Linked DNA regions of Gossypium arboreum: region 2 is linked to region 1. A link is a contact called in public Hi-C data. All regions are on one chromosome and are shown on one strand. The core of a region is the stretch at or near the end of the contact, and the rest is flanking DNA. Distances in the headings are between cores, read along the strand shown.

The links. Hi-C and Micro-C count contacts between places; a contact is called where the count stands out from the background.
Region 2: a Hi-C map of leaf shows a contact between it and region 1, with 2.5 times the contacts expected there. The contact joins the promoter of LOC108483666 here to the promoter of LOC108482249 in region 1. A contact is called at or near these places in 2 of 5 Hi-C or Micro-C datasets (both in leaf).

The regions. Positions count from the first base shown.
Region 1 is chr2:27,306,711-27,312,894 of ASM2569848v2, reverse strand. It overlaps LOC108482249, which reads right to left and starts at 1,643. Exons shown (of 1, transcript XM_017785367.2): 1 at 590-1,643. The coding sequence starts at 1,515. The coding sequence ends at 895. LOC108481004 (cell division cycle protein 27 homolog B-like) reads right to left here. Exons shown (of 16, transcript XM_017784162.2): 15 at 5,856-6,137; 16 at 5,112-5,541. The coding sequence ends at 5,491.
Region 2 is chr2:27,631,765-27,638,325 of ASM2569848v2, reverse strand. It overlaps LOC108483666 (probable dolichyl pyrophosphate Glc1Man9GlcNAc2 alpha-1,3-glucosyltransferase), which reads right to left and starts at 1,849. Exons shown (of 9, transcript XM_017787184.2): 1 at 1,720-1,849; 2 at 1,531-1,629; 3 at 697-759; 4 at 504-599; 5 at 330-382.

The sequences.
Region 1 (6,184 bases), core at 394-2,893:
CATTCTTTTCATTATTATTTCTCCATAATAATTTGAATATATATTAACTATTTAAATTTTATATAATCTGAATTATAAAATTTTATATAAATATAATCTTTTAAATTAAAATAAATATATAAACCTCATATGATAGCTTGATTGTTAAAAGTATTTACTGTCTTAAATGTGACCTGTATTTAAATTGCACTAATCATATTTATTGTTCTAACTTTTCTATATTACTATAAATCCAAATTTCAAAATAAACAAGAGCAGAACTCAATTATAGTTTGTTTTTTCTGGCTAAACTTTGGAACAAAAAAAAAAAAAAAGAAAGAAAAAGAAAAAGCAAAAGTGAGAGGGAGAGGGATAGGAATAGGGGTTTTTATTTTGTTTGTCTTTTAGGGAGAGGGTCCATATAAGTGCACTTTTAAGTTAGTGGAATGGTATCAATTTGTAAAGACATAAAAATGAAGTTCCATTGGAAGTGAGGGATTCAGGGTTTAAAAGCTATGCTATTTTTCATATTGATGAATCAAGGTTTCCATTCGGCCATTGTAATTTAGATCTGCCTCAAACCCTAAGGATTGATATTGATATTCATATATTGCAAAAGGAAAACTTTTTATTTGCCACCGACAAACCAAATATACATGAATTATTTCCAATACTCCAAAATAATCCACTAAAGATATCAGGAGCTGCTTAAATGCTTTCAACTCCAAAACCATATTTGATCGCATGATTAACATAGAAAAGTTTATAACGAAAGAATAAGTGAAAAATCCAGGGCTTTTCTTATTTGTTTTATCAACAACAAAATTAGAACCCCCCAAAAAGAAATTAAGCATGAACAACTCCCTCCAAACATGGAAATTATTAACAGAGGCAAAGATATGGTTCTGTCATAACTCAGGCAGTAGTGTTGTTATTTTGGAGCTTCAAATCCTTGTAAAACCTGTTAATGAAGTCCTCGGCAGCCTTATCTACGTTGCCATTACCTTCATCAACATCTCTTAAAGGGAAAGGAGAGTCGGTTATTCTAAGTTGTCTCACCACTGGAGTTTGTCCGAACCCTGGTAACATAGGGGAAGCCGCAATAACAGCAGCATCGCTTTCCACTCCCATGTTGTTGTTGAGCATCTCCAAGACAACCTTGAAGGCGTTCATGGCGGCGGTGTCGTCGTCGTGAGTAGGAGGCGCGTGGGTACAAGCGAACAAGTGGTGGTAGTAGTTGTTAATGCTGTTCTTCTTCTTGGTGGGGATGTTGAAAGGGAAGATGTAGTTAGGGGTGTTGCTGCAGCTGAACTCGTACTCCTGGGCCGGCGCCGCCGCCGATGAAGAGACCTGGTGGCGGTGGAACATGGGGAGGTTGGCAATGGCTTTGGTGCTGGCTATTTTGCCGCGTTTGAGCAACATGTTGAGATCAACCATGAGCTTTCTTTTGGATAATATGCCCTTTTTCATCATGAAGAGAACAGCTCTTACTATGCTCCATACTCTTTTGGCTATCACTGGTGGATTTTGTTCCATTGCTTTTGACTAGATTTGATTTATTGCTGACTTTTGAGGGAGAGAGAAGCAATTATTTGTTCGAGTTTGAGGGAGAGGAGGGGAGGGGAGGGCTCTATATAAAGGGAAAGAATAGCAAGGGGAGAACACAAATGTTTTTTAATTTAACAAGTAAATTAATTATATATTAGAATTTCTTTATTTCTTTATCAATTTTGAAATCTTTTTCTTCTACTTTAATCTATCAAACTTTTCAACTTAGTCCATTTCAATAAAATTATTAAACTTTGCAGTTAAATCGTTCATCTATATAATTAATAGCTCAACAATTTGTATGTAACAAATAACAAAACTCAGCATGCCCTTAAATGAAATTTTTTATTTAAGTTTTTAAAAATTTTAAATTTTAAATTAGAAAGGCTCTCCTACAATATAATAATTTGATTTAATTATTTAAAAATTATAAAGATGTAGACTATTAAATTGGTGAAATTATATTTTGCTATAATAAAATTACAATTTAATTTCGCCCCTAAAAAGTTTAAAATAAAAATTTAACTTGCTATTATTTATAAGTAAAGAAAAGAAATTAATAATTAAACTTATATTTTTTTATTTTTATTCTTTATTTTCATTTCATAGTTCATATTCGAGATTCGTAATTATCCCTTCCAACATTTAATTAAATTTAATTCGTTTTAAAATCAATTTAATTTGATTTTAATTTAAATAATAATTAACAATATTTATTCAGATTTATTTAAAACACTATATAATATTAGTAATATATATTTAAAAACATTAAGAAAAATCCAACCATTATCCCTCTTCTCTACCGGTTGCTTGCTCCAATCATTTTTGGTAGGTGGTGATTAGGTTGGCTAAAGCCCATGAGAGCTTTGGATGAAGAAAGTGACAGCTAACTTTAGACCACTGTTTTGGAGGCTAAATAGCGAAATTTATATGTTTGTGTAGAAAAAATTGATTTGTCTTAACTGAGCATATAACATATGAATTACAGTAATATTTGGTTCACTTACGTTGATTAGATGTTATTTAAAGAGTAAATTTACTATCTTCCAACTATGATTTAAATTTTAACACTTATCAGTGTAGCAATTTCATACTTACATTATACATTTAAATTATTTTCCGTTAAATTTCTCTATGAAAAACTTTATTTGTACTTGTTTTACTTGCAAACACATTTACTAAAATAGGTTCCAATAAAGAATAAGTGCTAAAACTCTTGGTACTTTTAACCTATACAAGTCTCAAATATATAAGCATTTTTGGACTTGTTAAAATACATATCAATTACAATATTAATCTACCACCAAGGTATTGATATCCTAATAAATTCTAGGATAATTCAGAAATGAGATAAATCTCAAAATTATACATGAATTTTGGTATAATGTACAATCGTATACATAAAACTCTAATTGTAATTGAAATGTATACTTGAAATTTTAATTGTGATTTAATCATACACATTTAAATAAAAAAACAAATTATTTTTATTTTGAATAAATAAAATTATTTATGTATGCAATATATAAACATAAAATGATATTATATCAATAATTGTGTTAATGATTCACAAGAATTTCATCAAATTAAAATTTCATTTATAAAATTGCATAAAATCAACGTTTATGTATACAATTGCACATTAAACAATAGTTCATATATAATTTTAGGATTTATTCCTTCAAAAATCTTCAAAATTTTTCTTATGTCAGTCGTGTCAATCTCAATGAAATAGGGGATTTGGATGGACCCAATCTTCAATGTTTTGTTTCTCCTATAGAATGGCTTCATAATTGAACTATTGTGCTTTCACTAAATCAACTTAAATCATAACTCAACTATTTTAGTTCAAAAGATTACAAACTTCAAATAAAATAAGTTATAAATCATGAATTATTATAGGAATAGTTGTAACTACAGTTGTAACTACTTCTATAACAGCTCCAACAATTTATTTGTTATCATTTTATGCATGAATATTCGTTTTTTTATTAAGAAACCATAATCAAATAAAAATACATTAATTTTGTTCTATAAAAGCTTACATTTTGTTCATACTTTGTTAAGCTGTATAAGTTTTACCGATCAAAATGTAAAATGTAGTTGTCCACTAAATCTTAGCTCAATTGATATAATTATTGTCACAACAATATAAAAGACATTAGTTTAAACATGTTCAATTGCGTAATATATTTCACTTTAGAAATTGAAGGGTTGTACTTAGTTTAAGTAGAGTATAAAAAAAATGTAAAATGTAGTCTAACCGATTCATACATTTTCTTGTTTGAGGTTCTCTGTCTTTGGGTAATTATATTGAGTTTCAACTAAATTTAAAGTCGAATTGAATTATGCCCTTAAATGAAGGACAAATTTTACTAACGTTATTTTCTGTATCTAAAAAGGTAGAACTCAATATCTTCTTTATTAATATTGAATTCCTTACCACTCAATCCAATAAATATAAGAAATTGATTTATAAGAAAACTTCCACAATAAACTCTTAATATAAATTAGTCTACTTTTATTTACAAAGTTAAATTAGTCCAATTAATTTATACATTTACATTTTAAAAATACGGTTAATAATTTAAATTCAAATTTTAATATAACTTGCTATTTTATTTGTATAAAGAAGAAAAATGAGTTTGAATTAAATAATTATAATCAGAATTAAATATTAGAAGGTATAATCGAAATATAATGTAACATTAAATTAAAATAATTTCGAAGAATAAAATTTAAATTAAAATAAATTTAGAAATAAGTAACGTAAATAAAATGAGAAGCATAAGAAAGGTGTTTGAAAAAGACGAAAGGGTGAAAGTAAGCAGCAAAAGTAAGTTGAATGGGCGGCGCCAATTTTGAAGCATGCAAGATATTTTTTGGTTGCATTAAATATCCCCCAACTTTGACCTTTATTTAAGGGTAAATTTAGATTCAATGATTATAAAAATTCAAGCAATGCATGACTTTCCTTAGCCTATAAACAATAGCTGAAGAATTCCATTTTAATCGCTTGCTTCATTCCATCAGATTGCAATGTATAAAAAACGTGGCCAATATTTGTTTCAAGAAGATAACAACATCGTACAGCTTCTTCTTGAATTATTTCCTTACCATGTTGAAATTATTTTATCAAATTCAATATGACTACATAATGAATAATTTTTTTTCCGAAAATGTCATATTAATAAATTTAAAAAAAAAAAAAACTTTTTACAACTATTCTTTTTTATTATTTGTTTCATTTCGCATCCCAAATTGCTTTATTTAGCAGCATACTGTTACATTTTAGTTATATTTTATAGTGCGGAAAGTTACATTTCTAGCAATATATTATTAGAATATCTAAATCCACTGACTATCCGAATTTGATGTCAATTTTTATTTATTTATTTCACAAGCATTTATATTTCGATACCTAAATCCAATTCATGTAAAAGTTAAGCAAATTTAAATGTCTAAATCTATTATCACAATGGATACGGATGATAAATATTCAATAATTAATATCTAGGTAAAAGTCAAGCATGTATTTCATGATGAGAAGCATCATGCTCAAGAAAACTTTATCTGAGACAAGGTTTATCCCAAGCTATTGATTACTATTGAAAAGGCAAAAAACCACATTTGGGATTAAAGGCTATTGAACAACTCATTGTTGATCAAAACAATATGTGCATTGCAGGCATGAAATATAAATGGAAGTTAAGCTAGTCCCAGGTTTACTCATAACCAAGCTTGGAGCATAAATTAAACTCTGTATTGTTCTAATTTTATCAGATATCCCCGAAGCGACGGAGCATAAATTAAACTGCTACTCACTTCCTGATCAATTTGGGATGAAGCTCGTCTGTAGATGTCTTCCGGACATCTACAACCACATCGCGTAGCATGTCAAGTACCTCAGACAACAGGGACTCTGCATTCAAACAAGTTCACTCCGAGACTATGGACAAATTGCTACAGGCTCTCCTCCATTTCGTCTGGTATAATTAACTTTTCGATGGCAGCCTGCCCCATAAATAACAATTTACACAGAATGGTCAGAAACAGAATACCACGTACAATACTTATTTCCTGGTAATAATAGTATTATGTTAATTGGTATCTGTAAGTGTTCTAGGACTGCAGCACACTCTGCCAGAAGGGATGCGGTATGGTCATTAAATATGTTCAGGCTTTGAACAGGTATACGTTGATTAAAATTGTGAAAGTAATTTATATAATTTAAATTGCTGTGCACACCAGTGGATGAAACAAGGAAAGCAACATTTCAGAAACAAGCCACATTGATGTCTAAGAAAGAAGAGGATGATGAATATTACCTCTATTTTAGCAACATCAACTATAGATGGTTTTAAGTCCAAAGCAATTCCAAAATGAAGCATTGCCTTATCATACTTTTTATTCCGTTTATAAATTTCACCCATCAATGCATAAATGCAACTTTCACGAGGGGTGCACTCTTTAAGTTCCTCCAAAATTTCCAAGGCTTCATTCAACTTTCCAAGTGTCAACAGCAGTTTTGCTTTGCTGTACTTCGGAAGTGGATTTTTATTGTCAATGACAATAGCTGTCTCCATCATCTCCAAAGCTTCCTCACTCCTCTGCAAAATGAAAAAAGAAAAAAAAGCCATTTGTCAATTGCACAAGC
Region 2 (6,561 bases), core at 600-3,099, 330 kb before region 1:
AAAGAAATTTAGGTCAAAATACACCCCAAACGGCCAGGAAAAAAATGAAGAGAAAATATGTCTTGAAAAACCCAAATGCATGCCTCTTGCAGTAACATAAACTATAAACTGAAATCAATGAAGAATAGAATCAAACGTTCTCTTTAGCTGTTCCAAGAATATGTAGGAAGGACTTTATCCCATAATAAAGGATACCAGGAACAAGAAAGGTACCAGATATAGTTTCTATTTAATCAAATCGCAAAATTCATATATGGTAATCATTGAGAGCCCCTTATATCTTACTTCAATAAAGCTTCCTATTAAGAAAAATTCCAAAGTGAACTTACATGTCTGATTTATGACCCAACTGCTTTTGTGGCAGGATAATCTGCAAGTGAACCTGTTGAGAAAGAGTTGTTTCTTCAGCATTCTTTAAAATGAAAGAAGGAGAAAAACTCCATAAGATCATGAGTTATATTGCTTCCAATTGAGAAAATGCTAAGGTAAAGAAAAAGTAGTACAGTATTCCTTCTTTCACAAGTGGGAAGGGTCCCAAACAACTTTCTTACACCTGGCAGTTTCACCTTCAGATGTTACACCAACTTTGCCTTCCAGAGCTGCCAACAAATAATTTAAAGGCATTAATCAATAAATAGAAAAAGGAAAACAAATCAATAGATTAGCTGGGCCTTTGAACCATGCAGAAAATGGAACCTGAATCAGGTTGAGTGATGTAGGCTCTCCTCCATATTACTCGTTCCTATCCATATGCAGAAACTAAATGCATGATGAACAACACCAAATGAAATGAACAAACAACAAAAGTAATATAATAAATATCTAGCACCATTTTGTAATTTTCCAAAAAGAGCGAAACAAAAGACACTTTCTACTTTGAAATCAACGTTATAGAATAAACAAGTTGCATTTCCTTTCTCAAGTAAAGCATTTAGGAAAACCAAGCTTATCTAGAAGACTCACTTTACCTTAGCACAAACATTTTCAAGAGTTACATAGTGCAAGCAATTGGGGATGGTTAGACGATAAAGATTTTACTCAAAAAAAGAATAGTCAAAATTCGAGTTTCTATGATCAACTATACAAATAGGATCATGAGAATTTTTCACATTTGAAAGGTGGATGTCAGTAGTTGGCATCCCTTGATTAGATTAAACTGATTTATTTCAGTATAATTGCATCGTTGCAGTTACTGTTTACAGGAGGATTGAAAATTTTAGGGGAAACAGATCCTATTTGCAGCAACCTCGTTAAAATGTAACAGATCCATGCCTTAATCAGAGGCACCTCGATAAGGAATGGTGCAGAAGAAGGGGGGGGGGGGGGCGCAGAGAAAAAGAAAGATAGGCATAGACGTGGTGTTTGCCTTAATCAATGGCAACAATATCCAGCAGATCCGTACACAAATCTAAGATGTACCCATCAAGACCTAGGATCAGAAATCAATTACTTAAAAGAAAAACAAAGAAAAGAATATAGGAAATATATTATAGCAGCAGGTAAATGGGAAGAAAAAGAAAAAAAGAAGACCTTGAGTCGATGAACAGAAAGAAGAGAGCTGAGGATGCGTTCGTTGAGAGCAGTTCCTAGCACTACGGCATCGTGGCTGACTATGAGCTGCCTATAATGCTGTTCTAAACGATTAACAAAGACGGTGAGGAGTTAGAATTTCTAGGGTTTGATAGATTAATTCATATTATTAACGAACAAATTAAGTACCTAGGTAGTAGACTAGTAGCAGTAGACAGCACTAGTTAATTGTAAGTTTTCTTGTTCAGTTGCTGATTGAAGAGATTCAGATTAGAGAAAGAATAGCTTTGGTTTCGCTTCAACGCTGATTCAATGAGTTAGTTCACACGACCGTATTATAGACTATGTGCTAGTGTCACGGGCCAGAGTTCAAAGCCCGTGACCATCGAACCAAATGCATCCGATGGAGGTCTATTACTTAGATGGGGATCATTTGGCCCACGTGAGCTGGCCCGATTCAAGGAACTGTTGGAGAAACTTGTCGGATCAAAGTCTGGTTGGCCCGACGGATGGCCCGTTGCTTGAAGAGATTGAAGGTCCATCTACAAATATGGAAACATGATATGATATTATAATCTTAGAGATCTTAGATATGATATGGAATCTTATAAGATATTATTTTATAAGATTACATATCTTATCTAAGATATGTAATCTTAGAAGATATGATATTATATTTGGTAGTAGGTAACCTTTAATCTCGTCCGTCGATGTAATTGTATCTTGACCGTCGGTTTTGGGGGAGCTCAAGTATAAATAGAGAGCCTCCCCCTCATTTGTACTCACTCCATTCATTGTTTCATTATTCTTTGTGAATAAGAGAATAGAGAGCATTTACTCAAACACTTTGTGTGCGTCCCTTTCTGTTGTTCTTATAAGCTTCTTTTGGCATAAGTAAGTCTTCCGCTGTACGAGTTAGTGCCTTGGAGGAGTACTTAAAGAATCCTCATTCGAGTAAAGGCTGACTTGGGCGAGTTTGGACGAGCGAATCGCCTAAGGCCGCACGGATTGCGAGACGAAAGGTCTAGCCCCGTGACAAGTGGTACCAGAGCTAGAGTTCGAACCAAGAAGTATTCGAGCTGTTGGTTCGAAGGCACTGTTGGGATGTCGAAAGAAGAGTTCGAACAAATACGGGCGAGAAAGTCTTTGAGGGAGATGCTGTCGGCAATAGAGGTACGCGTGGGTAAACTTGAGGAGTCTATGGAAGCCGTTAAAGAGTCTGACAATGCTCGTGGGGAAAGTATTGAAGACATAAAGGATCAGTTCAGAGGCTTTGTGACCACGTGTCTAACTTCCCAAAGGGATAACGTGCAAGAGTTGCTAGATTCCCAAAGGAAGAAGCTGACAGAGAGGAATAATGCTCTCGAAGCCATGGTGAAGGCTTTGAAAGAGGAAACAATGGCCACGACGCTGACTTTAAGCACAAGAATAGAGGAGCTCGAGGGAGAGCTGGCCTTGTGTCGAGCAGCGGTGGAAGAAGGAGTGTCAAGTGCAGCACTCAGTAGCGAGTGTGTCCCGGAACCGAAAGAGTTTGCGGGGACAAGGTCTGCATGTGATGTGGACAATTTCTTGTGGAGGATGGAAAACTACTTCCGTGCCAAAGGCATCGTGGATGATGCGGATAAGGTACAAACTGCTTCATTATTTCTTATTGATATTGCGCTTTTATGGTGGCGAGGTAAGATCACAGATGAAAGGCAATGTGAGATTGGAACATGAGAGAAGTTCCAATGCGAGTTGAAGAGACAGTTTTACCCAGAGTTTGCCGAGGAAGAAGCTCGGGCAAAGTTGCAAGGAATAACGCAACGGGCACAGTGGGGAGTATGTTTGTGAGTTCAAGGAACTCATTCTCCAAAGTTCGGATATGACCGAGAGAAGCAATGCTTGCTTTTCAAGAGGATTGAAGCCGTGGGTCGACGGGAGGTGGAACAAAGAGGTGTCCAAAAGTCGCCGGAAGCCATGAAGGTAGTGGTATCCGTGGTTAAGCTTGGTCTAGAGAAAGACAAGCTTGGATCTTCCAAGTCCGAGGAAAGGGGCGTATGTGAAGAGAATCACAAGGAAGATACGGATGAGTATGGCAATGGCAACGGTGACAATTGTGGTAATGGGAAACCACGAGTTGGGAAGAAAAAACCCAAGAAGAGAAGGGACAAGCTAAAATGCTTTCTCTGCGACGGTCCACACATACTAAAGAAATGTCCAATGAAATCCGCGCTTAGGAAGAAGCCGGTGGGTAAGGCCTTGGGACTTGGTTCGAGCGCAAGGGGTGTTGAAGCCAAGGAGGCCGAAAGCGAGAAGAAGCCAGTCGAGTGCTTCTTATGTCATGGTCCGCATAGGTTGCGGAAGTGTCCGAGGAAGTCTGTCATCGAAGAGAACGATGGAGCAGACAAGGAGCCCAAGAAGCTTGGTTCGAGCAAGGGTAAAGCCGAAGCTAAGAGGGCTAAGAGGAGCAAAAAGAAGCGAGTAAAGTGCTTCTTGTGCCGTGGTCCGTATGAGTTGCGGAACTGTCCAAAGCAAGCCGTAGTCAAAGGAAAGGCAACGTCCGAGCATAGAGAGTCGTCGGAGGGGCTTCCACCCAACGGAGAGGTGAGTTTGTCATCGAACTTAGAGGAAAAAGTTGCGATGAAAACAATGAAGCTTGGACCAAAGAGGCTCGTATCGAGTGAAGCGTCGGAGTTGGCCGAGTCATTGACAAGGCTTCCACCTATGGGAGAGGTGGGTGGTGCATCGGACTTCAAGGAAAAAGAAGTGATGCATGTGGGACAGTTGACCCGAGTAAATGCAAAGGTACATTCGAAACACTCTGATAGTGTTTTGCATTCTAACTTGTGTACTTGGCGAGAACGTAGGGGCCCTTTCGAAGTTCTTGAGCAAGGAGGCCGAGAGACTTTGGGCCAAGCGAAGCCAAGTGTCGTGAATCATGAGGATTCTGTCCAAGGGAAGTTAGAATGTGGGCAAGGGAGTGACATAACTCCTTGTCGTCGAGATGTACAAACGAGTAAGACGGTTCAAGTTAAGAAGCGACGGAAGCCGAGGCAAAAGTCCCAAAAGAAGGGAAGAGCGAAGACAACGAGTGGGATCCAAGGCGAATCAAGTCAGTGCCATTCAGGAGTCGCAACGAGGACGTTGCGAGAATGGGTGGGGGAGAATGTCACGGGCCAGAGTTCAAAGCCCGTGACCATCGAACCAAATGCATCCGATGGAGGTCTATTACTTAGATGGGGATCATTTGGCCCACGTGAGCTGGCCCGATTCAAGGAACTGTTGGAGAAGCTTGTCGGATCAAAGTCTGGTTGGCCCGATCGGACTAGCCCGTTGCTTGAAGAGATTGAAGGTCCATCTACAAATATGGAAACATGATATGATATTATAATCTTAGAGATCTTAGATATGATATGGAATCTTATAAGATATTATTTTATAAGATTACATATTTTATCTAAGATATGTAATCTTAGAAGAAATGATATTATATCTGGTAGTAGGTAACCTTTAATCTCGTCCGTCGATGTAATTGTATCTTGATTTGTCGGTTTTGGGGAGCTCAAGTATAAATAGAGAGCCTCCCCTCATTTGTACTCACTCCATTCATTGTTTCATTATTCTTTGTGAATAAGAGAATAGAGAGCATTTACTCAAACACTTTGTGTGCGTCCCTTCGTTGTTCTTATAAGCTTCTTTTGGCATAAGTAAGTCTTCCATTTGTCGAGTTAGTGCCTTGGAGGAGTTCTTAAAGAATCCTCATTCGAGTAAAGGCTGACTTGGGCGAGTTTGGACGAGCGAATCGCCTAAGGCCGCACGGATTGCGAGACGAAAGGTCTAGCCCCGTGACACTAGATTGTATAACTCACTGACTTGCTCGTGTCTCAAGCCACGTGCTCCATAATTTGACCTTATAATCAAGCCATTTCAAGACCGAAACATACTCAATCAACCACTCCATTTGTGCGTACATTCAAAAGACCTAAACATCTTTCAAACACATATAAACATACCAATTCAATCAACCTATTCCACCTAACCAATATGCTATTCAAATGCACCACATTTATACCAAAACAACTTCAATCAAAACAAGGCTATAATGCCACATTTCAAACACAAAACCTGTTCAATATAACTACATAAAGACACCAATTTAACCATTCACATTTCACTCCAAACATACCAAAAGGACCATATATTACAAGGACTTAAAAGTGACCAAAAGACTTAAACTTGCCTAAGCATTATAAGTCTAACGTACAAAATACATACTCCAAAAATATATTTATACCAAATTGTTCACTAACATATTCAAAGACATTCATTATAAAAAGGTCCTGTACATGCCATTTATAACCTTGGCCAAAATAACTCAAAAACTACCGAAGTGGTTGCTGGATAGTGTAATAGATCTTCGATAAGCTTCCAACTGATTGAGCTTCTTATAATATACGAAACAAAGGAAAATAACTACGTAAGCAACTAGTGCTTAGTAAGCTCATATAAACTCAAACATAACTTACCATTCTTAAGCTCAATTTATAAAATACGCATAACATCTTTACCATACTCATAAGCTTAATACAATCCTATAAGCATCACCAAACTCACAAATTAGTAGGCTCATGTATAATGCATATAGAAAATCAACCATTTCACAAATGAATCTTCATGAACATAACATTCATCACATAATCATATAGTTTCCTTCAATTCATTTGCATTCATCCAAATTTACCTTTCATAAGTTTATGAGCAATCATCCATTTAAACACATGCCTTGCCAACTACCTTTACTTACCCGTTGAACCATCTAGAATTACATCAGATACTTAGGAATATTCACACGATTACCATAGTGTGCCTCATCAAAGGCTGCATCAAAATTTACTTTAATGTCGGACCCATTCGGGGGACACTATTCAACAGGTACGATTTTTTTGGTCAGTTTACTATTCTCACACTCGTCAATTTCCTTGCATATCTTGAAACCCATGCATCAGTATCACAGCCCCTACTTCTCTTTCCCTTAAATAACCCCTTATT